3 separate regions of the Mus musculus genome follow, and all the other regions are linked to region 3. Evidence: chromatin contacts called from public Hi-C data. All regions are on one chromosome and are shown on one strand. Each heading gives the region's core, a stretch centred on a gene start, on an enhancer-like site or on the middle of the called end of the contact. The rest is flanking DNA. Distances are from core to core; before and after follow the strand shown. Region 1 has its middle 12 kb from the start of Gm23908. Region 2 overlaps Ret (ret proto-oncogene). Region 3 holds the start of Fxyd4 (FXYD domain-containing ion transport regulator 4).

Region 1 (3,374 bases), core at 327-2,826, 160 kb after region 3:
CTGTGTTTTCACAGGCGTTTTAGGATTTTTTTTTAAATCATTCTGTGAAGAATCCTGTTGACATTTTGATGAGGACATGTTACATCTGGACTCGCTTTTCGTAATACAGCCATTTTAATGGTATTAATTCTGCCAATATATGAGCGTGGGAGGCCTTGCTGTCTGCCGTGTCTTTTTCAATATCTTTCTTCAGTATCTTCCAGTTTTTATTTGGAGGACTTCCACCCTCTTATTAGGGTTATTCCTACATTTTTCTTTTCAACTATTCGAATAGGACAACCCCCCAAATGGTTCTCAGCCTGTGGGTTGCAACTCCTTGGGGGTTGAATGTCCCCTTTCCAGGGGTCACCTAAGCACAAAGTTACAGCTATGAAGTAGCAATGAAATCGTTTTATGGTTGGGGTCACCACAGCCTGAGGAACTGTATGAAAGGGTTGCAGCGTTAGGAAGGCTGAGAACCGCTGCCTTAAATGCTTTCTCTGAAGCTTTCTCATCGCCATGATAGAAAAGTGGTGGCTCTTGGTAGAGAAATGTTGTGTTTTACCATTTTGCTGAGAGTTTTCAGTTTGTGTTTTTATGCGTTGTTTCTCTGTGGTTTTTGTGTGTGTGTGTGTGTGTGTGTGTGTGTGTGTGTGTGTGTGTGTGTGTTTTCTCATTAAAAATTGTTTTCTTGTTGCGGTTGTTTGTTCGCTTGCCTGTTTTCTAAAGAGAGAAAGAGAAAAAAAGGCCATGGAGTTGAGTGGCTGAGAGGTGGGAAGGGTCTTTGAGGAGCTGAGGGAGGAGAAACTTATCAGAATATATTGTATGATTTTTTTCAAAAAAATAGAGAGAAAAATGATAGTTCTAAGACTTTTCTGGTGGAGTTTTTAGGGTCTTTGTTTGAGTGTGTGTATTGTTCTCTCGATCTCCATTTTATTAATTTCTCCCCTGATCTATCTATCTATCTATCTATCTATCTATCTATCTATCTATCTATCTATCTTCCTTCCCTGCTTCCTTCCTTCCTTGTTTCCTTGCTTCCTTGCTTCCTTCCTTCCTTCGTCTCTTTCTTTTGCTATCTATTGCTTTTGGGTTTGGATTTTCTTATTTTTCTAAGACTTTGAAGTGTTTCGCTGGGTGAGATGAGATCTTTCTAATTTCTTGTTCATTTATTTTAATACAAGCCTCATATATTTCAGGCTGGTCTCCAGTTTGCTGTGCACCTGAGATCCTTGAGACCCTGGCCTACGCCATTGCCCGGTGACTTTATTAGACAAGTGTTTGAGGTCTGCTGGGGCGGTCTTTACCTTACAGCTTCCTTTCTTTGCATACCAGAGGCCTCTGCTGGCCACACTTAAGGTTGCAGTCTATAAACTGAACAGGTTTTCTCACCTTCCTCAGATGGTCCCCCCAGGGGCTACTAATGTCTTAGCTTTGGGGGTGTGGCCCCTGAGTGTGTGGGAATCAATGAGAGGCTGGGATCATTTCAGGCAGAGGGCTTGTGTTCTTGCTTTCAAGCACTGTTGGGCATTAGTCACCCTGCTGAAGGAAGGAAGCTGTGGTGTATCAAGTCTATTCATGGAACCTGAGTGACTCTTCAGCAGTGACAGGTAGGTGGCTCCAGAGAGAGGTTGATCCACTGGCTGGCCTTAGGCTCAGCATTATGCAACTCATGATGATTGGCAGCGGGTGAGATCAGGTCCTAGCCAGCCAAGAGAGCTAGCTACCCTTTCCCTGTGGATCTCTCTACCTGCCTGAGCTGAGCCTGCTGCTCTCTGTGCCCTTGTGATTGTCATTGTCTGGATGGATGCTCTGTTCTCCACAACTCCCTCTGAGTTCTGGTTGTCCTTCCTGACCTCAAGTCCCCAGAGTAGCTCAGTTTTTACAAAATAAATGTTTATTAATTTTTTTCCAAATTACGTAAAATATATTTTGATTGCATTCACACCCAACTCTTCCACCTAACTTCTCTAAGATCAGTCCTTATACCTTCCTGCTCCACTTTAAATTTATATCCTTTTATTTCTAAGTTTAATAACCCATTGATTCCAGATATCCTTTCTATGAACTTCTGGGAATTGGGGTCACCTACTGAGGTATGGTCCATCTACTAGGAGCCACAGCCTTAAAGAAAACGGACTTTCCAACCCCAGAAGCTATCGACTGTTCTTAGCTCCTCAGCTAGGGTTGGGGCCTCATGAATTCCTTCCTATCCCATGCTAGAATGGTAACTGTGCAGGCAACTACAGCTGTTTAAGTTCACAAGTGCAGAGGGAGGGCCTGTCATGTCCAGAAGACACTGTTTTTGCTCCAGTGACCCCTAACACCTGGCTCTTTCTTACAGTCTTTCCACTCCTTCCATGTTGTCCCCTAAGCCTTGGGGGTGGTTATAAAGATTTCCTGCTTATGCTCTGCCCTTTGGCCAGTCGTGTGTTTCTGCATTAGCCACCATTAACTGCACAAAGAAATTTTTCTAATGGAATTTGCACTAATCTATGTGTAGAAAGATACAAATTTAGAGGGCAGTTTGATACTACATCTATTTAGCAAAATAATAGTATTAATTTCACCCTTGGGTCTGGTGGGCTCCCCAACAAAAGGTTCTTGACCAGATTTTCAGTACCAGGCATCCTGTATTTCCTCCTGTGGAACAGGCCTTAAACCCAATTGGAAAGTCGAATGTTATCCCCACAACATTTATATATAAGTATATATATATATATATGCATACATGTATATGTGTATATGTGTGTATGTGTATATGTATATACGTGTATGTATATATATATATACATACATATACACACATACATACATACATACATACATACATACATACATACATACATACATATGTGTTTTATTCTTAAATTATAGCATGTGGTCTGGATGGTGCAGCAATGCCTGTCTCACAATGGAGAGGGCAAGAATATGGTGGTTATTCAGTCCACGTGGCTGGATGTCTCAGCGGTTGAGATTGGAGTCCTAAGGAAGTTGGTTCTAATACTGATGAAAGAACGCCATAGCAACAAACGAATGGACTTGCTAACAAGAGTGAGGCCTAGCAGGCAAAGAGCAAAGTTTCCTTCTTCCATATGCTTTCATGTAGGCTGCCACCAGAAGTTGTGACCCAGATTTATTGTGGATCTTCTTGTTCCAAATAATCAGAATAATCAAATTCCTCCCAGGAGTGCCCACCTTAAGTTTTAGTGAATCCTAGATGCAATAAAACTGACAACTATGATTATCTACCACAGTGACCCTGGACATATTTTGCCACACTGGTGGCTATTTAGGCAGCTTATAAAATACAGGTTTCCACGTGGCTCGTTCAAGTATCCTTAGAAGTGACTTTTCCTTTCCTCACCCACCCACTCCTGCCACTCCCCTCTCCA
Region 2 (3,716 bases), core at 639-3,138, 230 kb after region 3:
TGTATTTCCTGATTCTTCTAACTTAACACGTTGTTATCAGAAAACTATTGTTCGGAATTGCTTTAGAAAGACCTCTATTTTCACAGCTCTACTCAAGATCTGTATCTCCGCAAGATTGCAGAACACTTTAGAAAGAAGTATTTTGTTTTTTAGAAGAACAAATCATGTCTTGTCATCTGTCTGGCAAGAGCCAAGTGTGGGCTGCCATCTTTAAGTAGTTTGGGATACACCAGTCCACAACCTCAGATAGGGCTACCTGTAGTGGAGTTCCTGAGCCCCCTCTGCAGGCAGGTAAACATCAGGATGTCTTGCCTGACCCCTGTCTTCCAGCAGTCTTAGGAGAGGAGAGGAGGGGTGTGGAAGAGGGGCTGGAAGTGGTCCATGACTGCCCCATCTCCCAGCCAACTCCTACACACACCACTGTGGTTGGCAGAACTGCTGCCTGGGCCCAGCCATTTGCTGAATGAATAGCTGCTGACCTCTTAGCCTGGGCTCATCATGGATGACTAACATTGTAAACAGCAGTGTCCCCTAGCCAAGCTGCTGAGACAAGACATCATGGCCCAACTTCCCCACCCCAGGATGGCAACGGCCTCACTTACACATCACTTTGAGTAGTATAGATGTGATCGAAAAGGGACTCAATTGCCATCCACTTGACGGGAATCCGGCCCTAGAGGTAGTGAACGAAGGCATTAGTATGGCTCTAAGCTCTGTAACCAAAGTAGTCAGCTATGGCTCGTGAGTCCTATAACCAAAGTAGCCATGCCCTTTAGCCTAGCTCTGGAGAGACTATGGCTCTTGAGTCCTATAACCAAGGTAGCCATGCCCTTTAGCCTAGCTCTGGAGAGACTATGGCTCTTGAGTCCTATAACCAAGGTAGCCATGCCCTTTAGCCTAGCTCTGGAGAGACTATGGCTCTTGAGTCCTATAACCAAGGTAGCCATACCCTTTAGCCTAGCTCTGGAGAGAACATAGGATACTATGTCCCAGGGACAGACCAACTGTGCACACTCTTGAAGGGGCCACAGCTCCAGCCTGACCCTTTGGTTTTGTCAAAATTCTACTGGGAATCAAGAAAACTGCCCACAGCCACAAAGGACAGACAACCTCTCACACACCACAGCCCTGCAAAAAAAAAAAAAAAAAAAAAGCAACCCAAGAAATCCACCTGTGGGAGGGTTGCTAGGGCTCTGAGGCATCCTGGGTAAGGCAGAACAGTGCCCACCAGCACAGAGCCAAGAACTTGTCCTGCAAGCTAAGTGTCTTGCTAGTATCCCACTTGGGAAACCAACACCAAGCTTCCACCCTGTAAACTTCGCCATCAGCAAGGCTCCTCTGAGAAACCTTGAGGGAAGAAAACAACTGTGCACCAAAGCTGGATTCTCCCTCTCTCTGGGTTCTCCCAGCATCTCAGACTGAGCAGCGCCGCCCCCCCCCACCCCCCCACCCCCGGCGGCAGAGCTAGTCTCTGTGCTAACAAATCCTTTTCAACAACAGGAATGAAGAGCTCGATGAAGAGGTCTTAAGAATGTATCCTTTTTAGAAGCACACACTCACGGTCACTTCTATTGAACATGCTTCCTCGTGCTTATACCCTTCACGATGTACAACTGGGCTCCTGACAGCACTGTCTGTGGAGCCTGCGGCTTGTGCTCTTGGAGGCTGTCAGAGCCCCTGAAAGCCATACCTGTACACCACCACTGTGACAGCAAGCCTCCCTGGAAGATATGTATGTGCATGAGCGCGCGCGCGTGTGTGTGTGTGTGTGTGTGTGTGTGTGTGTGTGTGTGTGTGTTTGTGTGTGTGAGAGACTGTGTAGGAGGCCCTCTCATATCCTCTCTACCGTGTGACACAGCAGCCCCTTCCACTTCCTTTCTGCAGTTCTGAGATCTGCTATTACCACAGAAACCCCAAAACACTGTGCTCGCAGCCTGTGGTGACACACAAGGAGGACCTACGAGCCTCACCATGAAGCCAAAGCAGATAAAAGCTGGGTGTGTGCTGCCGGGAAACCACATCACCAGGACCCCCTAGCACTCCCAGGAAACTCTTCCTGCCTGTGTTGTCACATGGAAGCTTCAGGAGAGCAGATGCCAGGTGACAAGGCAAGGCGGTTACCATGGGAACAAGTCATCGTCAGTGAATCGGATGGCCACATGATGCTTGGACTTGGAGAAATTCTCAAGACCCATGACATGCATCTCCTCGCCCAGTTTTACCCAGAGACCCCAGTGAGACTCCTACATAAAGCTACAGCGCATCATTGTCCCATTACTTCCATTTTAACTTCCTAGGTGCAAAAGAGCAGTTACACAGTGAACGGAGGCCTTATTTTATGGAACCAAGAGGAATTGTGGAAAGGCACCTAGTTCTGAGGAATTGGGAGATCTTAGAAAGTGACTAAAAGCACCAGGTACCTCAGGAAGATCACATACAAAAAAAGTTTGACTGGGGTTCTGGGGACCCAGAATGGGAGTAGATTTCTCCTCCTCCAGTCATTCTAAGGGTGCCACCCACCCAATTAGCATAGCTGCCGAGCCCACGCCCCCTCCTACAAACTCGCTAGGACACTCATGGCCAGGTACCTTGCTTTTCTTCACATAGGAATCTTCCTCATAAACATCTCGGGACAGCCCAAAGTCGGAAATCTTCATCTTCCGTCCCTCAGCCACCAAGATGTTCCTGGCAGCTAAGTCCCGATGTACAAGCTGTAGAAAGAAAGCAGCAAGAACCCTCAGACCAGCCTTGGTGGGCAGGGGCTGGGCTGGGCTGGGCTGGGCACCAGGGGCACACAGCGTCTGTGGCTCTCACCTTCATTTCTGCCAAGTACTGCATACCCCTCGAGATCTGCCAGGCGAAGGAGATGAGGTCACCCATGGTCAGTACCCTTTCATCTGGGTGGTCCAGCGAGCTGGAGTTGCGGCTGCCTCCACCGCTCACATAGGCAGGCCCAATCTTGCGGCTGTCACGGAGGAATCCCCGCAGGGAGCCATACTTGGCATACTCCACAATGAGAAGAAGTGGCCCTGGGGACAGAGAGAGTCAAGGAGTCGGGCCCAGTCTCGGTATGGGTGGCTGCAGGCTCTGTCACTTCACGAGCAACTGGGCGGGCACAGACCTGCTCTGGATCTATGGATCATAAAGTTATGGCAGGCCAACTCACTCTTGGCCTACATTGACCACGGGGACATTAGCTCCCTTCAAGGTACAGGAAGACCGTCCCCATGGTTGCCCATGTTCCCAGCCCTACCCTGTGAGCTATCATGCCCTGTACTAGGACTTAATACCTTTTCCCATCCTTGACTCTGTAAGTGGGAGAGGGAAAAGCAATGGAGGCAGGAAGGCCTGTGCAAATCTCACAACTCAGACTTGGCCCTAGCCTAGCTCGGCGACAGCCTATCTTATAGCACATACACCGGCACACACACGTGTCAAACTCCTCTGGCAAAACAGAGGGGAGGTATGAAAAGCTAACAGAAGGTGACAGTGCACCTCCCCTGCAGGGCTGGTGTTGGGCTCACCGGTGGGAAACAGTACACTTGTTACTCTGTAGGTTCCCAAGAAGCACTGTTCCGTCCTCGAGTTCCCTGTATTGGGTGCTAACGCTACAAACCCGTGCTCAGCAGGCCCAAGGAGTGCTCAGCTAGCAGACAGAGATACTCAGCAGAGTAAGAGTGGAGCCAGAAGCCCAGCTCCCAGAAAGGAGAAGTAAG
Region 3 (3,726 bases), core at 1,209-3,708:
TGGTGTCCCGTCCCACCTTGACTATTAGATTATGTACCATCCTCATCAGTTGGCTTGGTGAAGAGGTCTAAGGCAGACAAGAATTGAATGTGATGGAGTGGGGAAGGGATGGGGATTGGTGTCAGCTCTTACCATAGTAGAAGGGACTGTCTTTATCTGCAGTAAATGAAAAATAAGTAAATAAATACCAGAACTAGGAGACAGGATATGGGGTCTTAGGAGAGAAATGCAGGCAGGTGGCAGGTGTCACTTGTGAGTATACAATGGTTGGTACTCACCAACTGGGTCACTGGCTTCCAAGGCCGGCAGACCTGGGTGAGACAAGCAGAGGTGGGTGTTTATCCCACTTGATGTCTAAAAACCCAGCTGTCTAGAGAGGTCTGTGAAGTGACCCTGATCCTAGGCCTACCAGATCCCAAGCAGGCCTTGGCTTTTTCAACGCATCCTGAGTTCTGAGTCCCATTCACAGCCCTTCATATATCGTGTCTGCTCTTCTCCTGCTCTGAACAGGATAGTTGATTCATTTTTAACCTTGTCTGAGAAGTGTTGGACAGAGCCAGGCTTTTTGCCTCTTAAAGAAAAAGCCTAAGCTGGGCAGTGGTGGCGCATGCCTTTAATCCCAGCACTTGGGAGGCAGAGGCAGGCGAATTTCTGAGTTCAAGGCCAGCCTGGTCTACAGAGTGAGTTCCAGGACAGCCAGGGCTACACAGAGAAACCCTGTCTCGAAAAACCAAAAATAAAAAAAACAATAAAAAAAAAAAAAAAACAAGCCTACTTTGATAGGCACGGTCCATTTTTCACAGTCAACTGACTCAGTAGCCATTAAGCAATTTTTCAGTGTTCTCATTCATCCTGTACTAGTGTTGCGTGCAACTGACAGTTTAAAGATAAACACACTTATTGGGCCGCAGTCCTACTCTGGGGAGAGGCTGTCTGGTCTCCACTACCTTGGTGGGCGGAGTGTATGGAGAACTCACCTGCTAGCAGCAGGAGAAAGGCACAGGTGATTTCCTCCATATCAGGACCCAGGGTGAGACTGCAGGCTGCTGGGTGAGATGCAGAGTAGAAGTGGTGGCTTGGGTCTGTGATCTGTGACCTGCCACAGCTCACCCCATTAGTAAGAGGCAGAACTGGTGTGAAAATTAGACATATGAATCCCACATAGGCAAGCGCTGACCTTAAGGAAACGATCGCTTTCCACTTCCCCATACAGATGGTACTAGTGATTACCCGGGTATGTGGATTGCTTAATTCTAGTTACGTGTTCAGAAACAGAACACCCTGGAGTGACCACGTAGGCTTTGCGATCATCTCTTTCACAGAAGGTAGGAATCCACGAAGATAAAACCAAATGCTCCAAGTGAGGTAGGTGTCTGTTCTACGAAGGAGCTAGGCTTTCCCAACCAGGTGTCCAGGCCCTGCCTCTTCCACTTGAAAAGATCTGGGCCTGGAGTAATCCGGTTGAGTCGTAGATTATCTCAGAATTCAACAACAGGGCTGGAGGGTGCAGTTCCAGCCTCCTCTTCTAGAGCCAGGAACTCTGCTCCAAGCAGCCCCAGATCTACTCAGAGCATAGGTACCTGCTAGAAAGGTCTGCTGGTGTGAGAGACATAGCCCCTTTCTCCTGTGAGTAGGTCCTACCCAGGGCCTCATTTACATTGCTTGTGACACCCCTTGTGCAGCTGAGTTTTAGAGAGAAAAAGCCCCAGCCTTTCTTTCTGTATAATGGTAGCTATAGGCTAGTGCCAAGGGTTCAGTTTTGAAGCCTCGGTTACTGTCTACTATACTTAGCTCTGATCTGCTAATGAGATCACAGATCCAGCACCTACTGGCTGGGCTCAGTCTTCTCACATCCACTTACCAGGTGTGTGACTTAGCAGGTAATATCTCTGTGTTTCAGTGTCCTGAAAATTATAACAACCTTGTAAATTATGCAGATGAAATTAAGGGAGCTATGTATGATATGTAAATCCTAAAATATAGACCTAGCCCTGAAAACCTGCTACAGTATATATAAACCACATGGGCTTTTTGCCTTAAGATGGAAAAATGGATTAAAAATCTCCTGGACATGGGAGTTTATAATCTACCAGTCTCTGAAGCTGGTTTTCTTTTGTCCTTCATCAGTTTCTCCTACCCCTTCACACAAAGCCACAGCTCCTGGATTGTCTCATTTTCATTTTACTTCTGCTTCTGTTAAAGGTTGGCCCTTACTTCCCCTAGTCCTGAACTCGCTGCTACACAGTCTTAAAATCAGAACTCTCAAGGCCGGGAGAGGCCATCTCTGTTCTCACAATCCCCAAATAGTTGTTCACTTCTCAGAGTCTTGGAGGCATCCCCTCCCCCTTCCTCAGATGGTCTTTCTGCCACCCCTTCTAAGGAGCACACTTAAGTCCCAGCAAACATCTACTCACCCGGGAGATGACTCGAGCCAGGGGAGTGGTGCAGAGAGGAAGTCTGAGGAGAGCCTAGGTGGGTTCTGCTCTTTAAACCCAGGGGCTCCGCCCTGGGCCACACACCAGCAGTCTGGAGGGAACTGGTCCTACCTCTTATGCTCCCGTAGGCAGCCCTCCCCACCTGCTCTTAAGGCCATAGCTCACTTACCACACCCAGGGTAGAGCCAGTGCTGGGTCCTGGCTCCTTCAAGCTAAGGAATGAGGGAGAGACGGGAAAACTGAGACTACTGGATTTCAGTCCATGCTCCAGAGGAAAAGGGGGCCTCCTCAGTCTACCTAGGTCTTACGAGAAAGCTCCAGGTTTGGAAGGATGGCTTGGAAGGTAAAAGTACTTGTTACCACAACTGACAAGCTGAATCTGAGCCCAGAAACCACAGGGTAGAACGAAAGCTGACTCAGAAGTTATCTCTGATCTCTCTCTCTCTCTCTCTCACACACACATACACACACACACACACACACACACACACACACACACACACTAAAGGCCGCAGGGGTTCAGCCTCCTGGCTTGTGCTGTGTGGAATACCTTGGAGACAGTGAAGTAGATAATAGAGACTGGCAGTCGCACTGTTTTTATTTGAACTCGGTGTTCAGAGAGACGGGGCTGGGTCTGACAGGGAACCATTGGTTCACTTTACCACCTTCTTGCTAAACCTAGACACCCTGTGACTTGAGGAACCTACTTCAGGTGGAATAGGACACTGTCCCAGTCCAGGTAGACTTTTGCCTGCCTCCCACAGAGGGAGGGACATTGCCAGGGACAGGATAGCCTGCTTTGTCCGATGCTGGCCCAAACCATCCTACCATGGACCTTTGGATGATCCTCGAATCTCTTCTCTTTCCCAAGTGAGGGAGACTTGTCCCTGTCTAGAGGTCACTGAAGAAGAGTTGAGGTTGTCTGTCTTAGATAGGTGGGAAAGGGCTGTGAAAGGATTCAACAGTTACTTTCTTTTTAATTTTGTAATTGTGATGTTCTGCCTGCCTTTGCCTCCTGAGTGCTGGGATTAAAGATGTGTAATCGTACCCAGCCCTCAACCAGTTTTCTTACACTACCCGGGACCACCTGGCCAGGGGTGATGTCACCCCGGGTGAGCTAGACCCTACCGAATTGACTATTAATCAAGAAAATGCCTTGCAGATTTGTCTAGAAGTCAATTTTTTTTTTAAGATAGGGTTTCTCTGTATAGCCCTGGCTGTCCTGGAACTCACTCTATAGATCAGGCTGGCCTTGAACTCAGAAATCTGCCTGCCTCTGCCTCCCAAGTGC

Evidence for each region. A called contact is a pair of places that touch in the nucleus more often than the background predicts.
Region 1: a Hi-C map of cerebral cortex shows a contact between it and region 3, with 4 times the contacts expected there. The contact joins the enhancer-like site here to the promoter of Fxyd4 in region 3. A contact is called at or near these places in 4 of 39 promoter capture datasets (the 3T3-L1 cell line, 3T3-L1-derived adipocytes and trophoblast stem cells), 27 of 484 Hi-C or Micro-C datasets (the AML12 cell line, the G1E-ER4 cell line, the N1E-115 cell line and 17 more) and 1 of 9 other capture datasets (pancreatic islet).
Region 2: a contact with region 3 is called in a Hi-C map of CD8 T cells, with 4 times the contacts expected there. The contact joins the enhancer-like site here to the promoter of Fxyd4 in region 3. A contact is called at or near these places in 3 of 39 promoter capture datasets (the 3T3-L1 cell line and 3T3-L1-derived adipocytes), 6 of 484 Hi-C or Micro-C datasets (the Ba/F3 cell line, CD8 T cells, the N1E-115 cell line and 3 more), 2 of 115 datasets of contacts at active chromatin or transcription factors (embryonic stem cells and memory CD8 T cells) and 1 of 9 other capture datasets (liver).

What each region holds. Positions count from the first base shown.
Region 1 is chr6:118,098,070-118,101,443 of GRCm38.p6, forward strand. No RefSeq gene overlaps it. Among named protein-coding and RNA genes, the nearest start is that of Gm23908, 12 kb to the right of the region's middle. Within about 2 kb of position 1,577, at least 12 of the 459 cell types and tissues checked have an H3K27ac peak or open chromatin away from gene starts, as enhancers often do. A contact at or near this core is called in cerebellar granule neurons, cerebellum and cerebral cortex, where this site is marked.
Region 2 is chr6:118,165,308-118,169,023 of GRCm38.p6, forward strand. It overlaps Ret (ret proto-oncogene), which reads right to left. Exons shown (of 19, transcript NM_001080780.1): 14 at 2,815-3,029; 15 at 2,589-2,711; 16 at 603-673. Among named protein-coding and RNA genes, the nearest start is that of Csgalnact2, 28 kb to the left of the region's middle. Within about 2 kb of position 1,889, at least 70 of the 459 cell types and tissues checked have an H3K27ac peak or open chromatin away from gene starts, as enhancers often do. A contact at or near this core is called in CD8 T cells and memory CD8 T cells, where this site is marked.
Region 3 is chr6:117,934,877-117,938,602 of GRCm38.p6, forward strand. It overlaps Fxyd4 (FXYD domain-containing ion transport regulator 4), which reads right to left and starts at 2,459. Exons shown (of 9, transcript NM_033648.1): 1 at 2,415-2,459; 2 at 1,862-1,904; 3 at 978-1,046; 4 at 279-311; 5 at 133-156. The coding sequence starts at 1,017.